Linked DNA regions of Mus musculus: region 1 is linked to region 2. Evidence: chromatin contacts called from public Hi-C data. All regions are on one chromosome and are shown on one strand. Each heading gives the region's core, a stretch centred on a gene start, on an enhancer-like site or on the middle of the called end of the contact. The rest is flanking DNA. Distances are from core to core; before and after follow the strand shown.

What was found. A called contact is a pair of places that touch in the nucleus more often than the background predicts.
Region 1: a contact with region 2 is called in a Hi-C map of liver, with 2.3 times the contacts expected there. The contact joins two enhancer-like sites. A contact is called at or near these places in 3 of 484 Hi-C or Micro-C datasets (liver and macrophages) and 1 of 115 datasets of contacts at active chromatin or transcription factors (microglia).

Annotation. Positions count from the first base shown.
Region 1 is chr3:27,750,003-27,753,258 of GRCm38.p6, reverse strand. No RefSeq gene overlaps it. Among named protein-coding and RNA genes, the nearest start is that of Gm42194, 26 kb to the left of the region's middle. Within about 2 kb of position 1,443, at least 20 of the 459 cell types and tissues checked have an H3K27ac peak or open chromatin away from gene starts, as enhancers often do. A contact at or near this core is called in liver, where this site is marked.
Region 2 is chr3:27,615,324-27,618,603 of GRCm38.p6, reverse strand. The region is part of intron 3 of Fndc3b (fibronectin type III domain containing 3B); the gene reads left to right. Among named protein-coding and RNA genes, the nearest start is that of Mir3092, 32 kb to the right of the region's middle. Within about 2 kb of position 1,868, at least 164 of the 459 cell types and tissues checked have an H3K27ac peak or open chromatin away from gene starts, as enhancers often do. A contact at or near this core is called in liver, where this site is marked.

The sequences.
Region 1 (3,256 bases), core at 194-2,693, 140 kb before region 2:
CCTTGTTTTACATAACTCTAGCTTGTGTGGAGCTGACATAAGACTAGCTGCCACTTGGCTATATACAGTGAGTTCAAGACCAGCCAGTACTAAGTGTGACCCTGTCTCAAAAACAACACAACCCAACAACAACAAAGATCAAAGCTGAGGGGAAACACCATGTTCTGGAGTGAACCCAGCATCAGGGAAGATGAGACAGTGTTCAGAGGACTGTGATGGGTGGGATGATTCCCTTCTCAAAGGGAATATGAGTGTGACCAGGAGAAGCAGGACAGTGGGGGGCATGGAGAAAGGCAAAGGAGCTCTAAAAACAGCAGTGACCCAGGAAGGCCACTCAGCAGAGGCATACATAAATGGCCGCACGACACAGTCCAGAAGTTATCTCACAGCCAAAGAAACGTCACGAAGAAGCAAGAGTGTCCCGTACAAATGTCTTAGGAGAGACCTGACTCATCGATGAAGGTCCAAGGCGATCAGTGGCCTCTGTGGCCTTCCAGGCAGGAATTTTATGCCTCCAAGGCTGGGGGACTCAGGTTTTTTGGAAGGAGTGAGCTCATATAGAGCTGTACATTGTCTGCATGGCTTGAGTCTTAGGAGGTAAGATGATATAGGAAGTTCCATCTCCTCGTCACAGAAGGTTAAAGTTTACACGCTTCAGTGGCTCCAGCCAGGCCTTTGCTCAGGAATGGTAGATGTTCCTTTCCTAACTACTAGTACAGCCCTCCATGTTACAGGACAGTCAGCCTTTAGTGACTTCAACCCTCCATGATACAGGACAGTCAACCTTTAGTGACTTCAACCCTCCATGTTACAGGACAGTCAACCTTTAGTGACTTCAAAACCATAGGTTTTAGTGTTTCTGGAAATATAAACTAATCTTAAATTCATATTAGTCCAGAGCCTAGGCTCTTCTTTGTCACATATGACATCAAGCAGAGATCAAGACGTCATACAGAAACGGCTCCAGAGTACCTTCAATTGTCACAGTGATGGAGGAACCCTTGTGACATTTGTTAACTATCCAGGCACGTCTGTGAGAGTCCCGAGCGCATGCCCGTGCTGTTCCTCCTGGGGACCTTGAAAAAAACAACATGAAAAACAGCCTCAACAATCCTCGTAGGTGCTTCGAGCTGTGTGCATTCCCTCCCACTGTAGGCTAAAGTCGGCCTGGTTGGCCAGAAGGATCTGACAGAAGTAATCATCATCAGGTCCCAGATGAATTTTTGAAAGATTGCTGCTTTCTTGCTCACTGTCCGTATGTCACATGCTCTGGGGAAACCCCTGTCATAGCAGTCCTATGAAAAGGTCCCTGGGAAGGAAGTGAAGACCGCCACAACAGCCACCTCCATGCACTTTAGGAGGAGCCGACTAGCTTCAGTCACAGCTCCAGAGACCTCACTGCAAACAGCTTGACCATGACCTCAGGAGAGACCTTTAGTCAGCCAGCCAGCTAGTACACCCAGCTCTCAGACACAGGGACATTGTATTTGTTTGCAGTTGCTAATCTGGGGGCGGGAGAATTTCTTATGTAACAGTAGATGATCGATCTGGACAATTAACTCTTAGCTCAGCTTAATTATCTGTCTTTCTGTCTGTCTAGCCTTGTTAGTCAGGCCTGATAGGCTGAGCCCAGAAACTTCTAACTAGAGTCATAGGAGCAATAACTCAAAATGCGACACAACAGAAGTTCATGTCTACATAAGAGAAAAAGGAAGAAAAATGCCTTGGGGAGGAAATGAGAAGATAAGGAAGGAGAAGAAGAAAGAAAACACGCAAGTAGTTACGTCATAGCCAGGTGTGTTAGCATACATCTGCCATCCCAGACATTAGTAGGCAGACACAGGAAAATCACAAGTTCCAGGCCAGCCTGGGCTATGTCGCAAGATCCTGTCATAAGGAGAGAAAAGGGAGGGGAGGGGAGAGGTTAGAAGGGAAATATACTGTACAGCACTCCTTGCAAACACTGTCTCTGCACGTTGTCATGTGGTGTTCTTTGTCTCTGTCTAACTCGGCCATCTTCCATTGTGTATGGGAGTTAGCAGTGATACTGTACTAGGGGCTCAATCTGATGATGATGTTGCTGAAGCAAAACTTCATCTTAAACTGCTAACACCTGCATTGACCCCATATGTAAATCATATTACTTTCCTGTGTATGTGTGTGTGTGTGTGCTGTGGTGTGGTGTGTGTGTGTGTATGTGTGTGTGTATGTGTGTCTGTGGTGTGTGTGTGTGTGTGTGTGTATGTGTGTGTGGGGGGTATATAATGGTGTGTGTGTAGGGGTGTTTGTGGTTGTGTGTGGTGTGTGTATGTGTGTGTATGATGTGTTGTGGTGTATGGTGTGTGGATGTGGTATGTATGTTATGTTTGGTATATGTGGTACGTGGTGTATATGATGTGTGATGTGTGTGTATGTTGTGTGTGGTGTGGTGTGTGTGTGTGAGGTATGTTTGGTGTGTATAGTATGTGTGGTATGTGGTATGTATGGTGTGTGATGTATGTGTGTGCATGAATCTGTGTATGGTGTGTGGTGTGTACTCTGTGTGTTGTGTATAGAGTGTGTGTAGTGTGTATGGTGTGTGGTGTGTATGGTGTGTGTGTGTGTGTGTGTGTGTGGTGTGTATGGGGTGGTGTGTGTGTAGTGTGGTGTGTATGGTGAGTGTGTGTGTGTGTGTGTGTGTGTGTGTGATGTGTGGTGTGTGCCAGGTGCCTGCAGGTGGGTCTGGGGAATTGAACTTTGGTCATCACAGTAACAAATGGTCATCTTGCTAAGAGTGAGCCCTAGGCCAGCACACCTAGAGCATAAGATCTCAAGAAAGCAAAATGCAAAAGAACAAAAACCTCATGAAACTCCCTAAGCTGAGCCTGAGTCGCAATTTAGAGACGTGAACTCCATTCTGCACTTACCATCTTGGTGATCACACAGGAATTACTAAAGTATTATAGTTGCATATGCTCTGCCACAGATGTGACACCTATGTTAGCAACCCTTGCCCCTAGAGGCTCAGGGAACACCTCGGAGGAGGGGATGGAGAGAACCTAACAGCCAGAGGATGGGGAAGTATGTTGTGGAGTTCCATCTCTGGCTATCATATCACAAACTCACAGCAGCTGGGATTTACTGCATAAAATCAAACTGGTTAAAAATTTCCGCAGGAACCAGGCGTGGTGGCACAAGCCTTTAATCCCAGCACTCGGGAGGCAGAGGCAGGTGGATTTCTGAATTCGAGGCAAGCCTGGTCTACAACGTGAGTTCC
Region 2 (3,280 bases), core at 619-3,118:
GGGACCGTCGTGTTTATTTGTGATGATTCTTGGCAATAAATGACACCCTCCCAGTGATAGAAAATTGCCTCTGACTAAAGCAGAAGGATAAAGTCTGTGTATCTCTGGCCGCCCCAGCCTTCCTATTCTTTGTTCTTTTCTGGAGTCTAAGACTCTATAGTTATCTTTATTTGGGGTTTGGCAGTCCTTGTCCCAGTTAATCGCAATGACACCATACAGCATGAGAGTTACAGGGACCAGGAACCACATGCTGTGCTAGGGTTTTGGAGAGGGCAGGGCAGCTGGGTAACCCTAGAAATGTGGAAGGCAAGTTGCTGGCAGGCAGAACCATAAGCTTTACCCCCAGGGCCAAAGCTAAGGAGAGCCCAGGCAAGCCCCTCCAGCATAAAATGCAATCAATGGCCTTCAGTGGAGTGCCACTGTGATCTGTTGATCATGTGTTGAGTACAGTCCTATAGGATGTGGGGACCAGCTGTCCAGTGCGACTTCTGGCACCTGGTATTGTGGCTTCCTTTTATTAATTGTGATTTCATTCTTGTTGCTGTATCGTTTATTCCATTCTTGGGCTGTATTGTGCCTGTTCTCCTTTAGTGAGTGTGACAGACACATGAGGAACCTGAGGCCCAAGACGATTGCTTCATGTCCTGAGAGCTCATGACCCGAGAGAGGCAAAGACTGCCGTGTGGTTTTCCGTCCCGCACGTTACAAGAGTTATCCAGGAGCTGGGGCCTCTTAGCTTGCTAGTGGAACTGTGCTGCACCTGTTGATTCAGGACAGCAGATAACGGGAAGCAGAAATACTGGTTTACAACTTAAATTCCTTTTGCCCAGCATCATGGTTAGACTTAGCTTACAAGTTAGGACTTCATTCTCATTATTGGGAAAGGAGGGGTACAGCGGTGGAGTACTGGGACCAAGAGGGACAGTTTCCCTTCACGTGTGTGTGTATGTTTGTGTGCTTGCATGTTCACATGGGTGCTAGTAGATATCTGTGGCTGTGTGTGACCATGTGTGCAGACCCAGGCGATGGGACAAGCTTGGGTATCATTCTGCAGGTCTCCCCACCTTTTCCTGGGGCTTGCCTAGGCGAGGCTGTCTTTCCAGTGGCCCTGCTATCTACAGTCTCTTTCCCCACCCCCCAGCACTGGAATTACATGTGTGTCCTACCTTGCCTCAGTTTTCAATGTAGATTCTGGGACTGAGCAGACGCCTCCTTGCTTGCTAGTGAGAAAAGGTTAGAACTGCTTGCTGGCCCTTTCTGAAAACTCTGAAATCATCCTGAGGTCAGCCTCTTGTTTACACTTTAGCTGATTTGCCACATAACTTCCTCTGTGCATCATTATGGCATAACTGAAAAAAGAAACTCTGTATGACATCATTAAACAGCAGCTTGGAAGCCGAGCACAGATTAATGTTGAAGAATATGGTTGCTTAGGGGGGAAAAGATTTTGTTTTTATGGGAATGTCCTTGGTGATAACGAAGGAAGAAAAACACAGGAAACATACAACACGCTGTGAAAGCAGATTCAATTCTGATGGAATATTTCTCAATACTTTCCGTGAACTATGAATCATAAGTGTTGGAGGGGGCCACCAAAGGGCACAGCATTCTGTCCCTCGGAGACCGCACTGTACCCATTACACCAGAAACCGAAGAGTTTTTCTTCTTTGGCCAGACAAAATTGTATAACAGCTGTCAGAGGAAAGGGCCTCAGTGATCAGTGTGAATTCTGGCCTTGGCGTCCAGGCAGGAATTAATACAGGGCAGTGTGGATCTCGTTCTCTTCGTGTCCCCGGCTGAGCCGAGGCGCTGGCAGGTAGCCTTCCTTCCTGTCCACACATGCCATCTCTTTATCTGGGCCATTTCTCTGCTCTCCGCAGAAGCCTTCTGCCAAAACAAACACTCCACTTCCTGGAAAGCCTTAGGTCTGTCTGTTCCTAGAGCCAGCCTTCTGGGCCGCTGCCAGTCGTCCACCTTGACTTTGCTCTGGGCTAGCGAGGAGCAGGTAGAGGGGGCACAGCATAGGCTGGTAATGGAAGCCAGGCTTTCCCTAGCCCTTAGATTAGACTAGGACGTCAGCAGAGACAGGAAACTGCTCTACTCCACCCTGCTCCCAGCCGGGGCAGCATGGTTACTGAGTGGACTCCTGGCTAGTTTGTGCTATGCCAAGTGTGAGTCCTTTACATTTGACTGTTTTAGTGAGAGTGTAATTACCTTGTGTGAACCTGCTTTCCACTCCCCGGAATGTTAAATCACACTAATACTCAAAGCCAGTTGGTTGTTCTAGAGAAACACTTAGTCACTTCGTCCTCTTCCTGACTTGCTCCTGTGCACATCCATTCTCCTCCCTCCTGCTCCCTCCCTCTCCCTCCCCCTCCCCAACCACTGGGGGATTCAGGCTTGAACCTAGTGTTTTATACAAGCACTCTGCCATTGACCAACATTCCCAGTGAAGCATCTTTAAATTTTGAAGGACTGTTATAATGACCCTCATTTCATGATGAATTTTTCATGTTTTGAGCCCTGAAAAAAAAGGCAGGTGATTATCATGACAGTTTGAGCAAAACCAGATTGAATTGCCTAGAAAGCATCGTTATTGCACTATTGCACTAAACACACCGTCTAAAGGCGCTCCACTGCTAATGATTGTGTCCAGAACAATTTTATTCTCTTTTCACAATGACATTATTTTGCTAACTTGTGTTAAGTGGCTCAAGACCTTGAAGTGACAGCAGCCTGTGGAGGGAAACAGAAGTGACCATAGAACCACACAGATACTGAAGCTCAGAGTCCCTTACAGCGAGCAACTATCCTTCTCCCTTGTTTTTTCTTCCTCAGCCCTCCCTCGCTCTGTCATTCTCCTCCAGCAGAGTGTGGGAATGGTGTCATTGGCGGACACTGTGCGCCATGACTCTGAATGACACCATTGAGCAGGATTCACGTTGGATTTCCTCATTTGTCCCCTCCCCCAGGCCGTGGCTCAGCCTGCAGAACCTACTGTTTCTTCCAAAGCATTTGTCCTTTCAGAGTATTTGTTAGGTGAAGCACTGGCTGCCATCTCTTTTCAACAACTCCATGGCAGGTTTCAGGGAACTAAGATTGCCCCTTGCAGTGAACGGCATCGTAACTGGGGTTCACAGGCTGAGGGAGGGAGACTATAATTTCAACTTCCTCAATGTAAACTGGACATTAACAAGAAATTGTTCTCTGACAAACTTAAAACCTGGCAGAGAGACCCCTCTTCCCCCTTAGTGTTTCAGAAGCAAACTCTGCCTGGGCC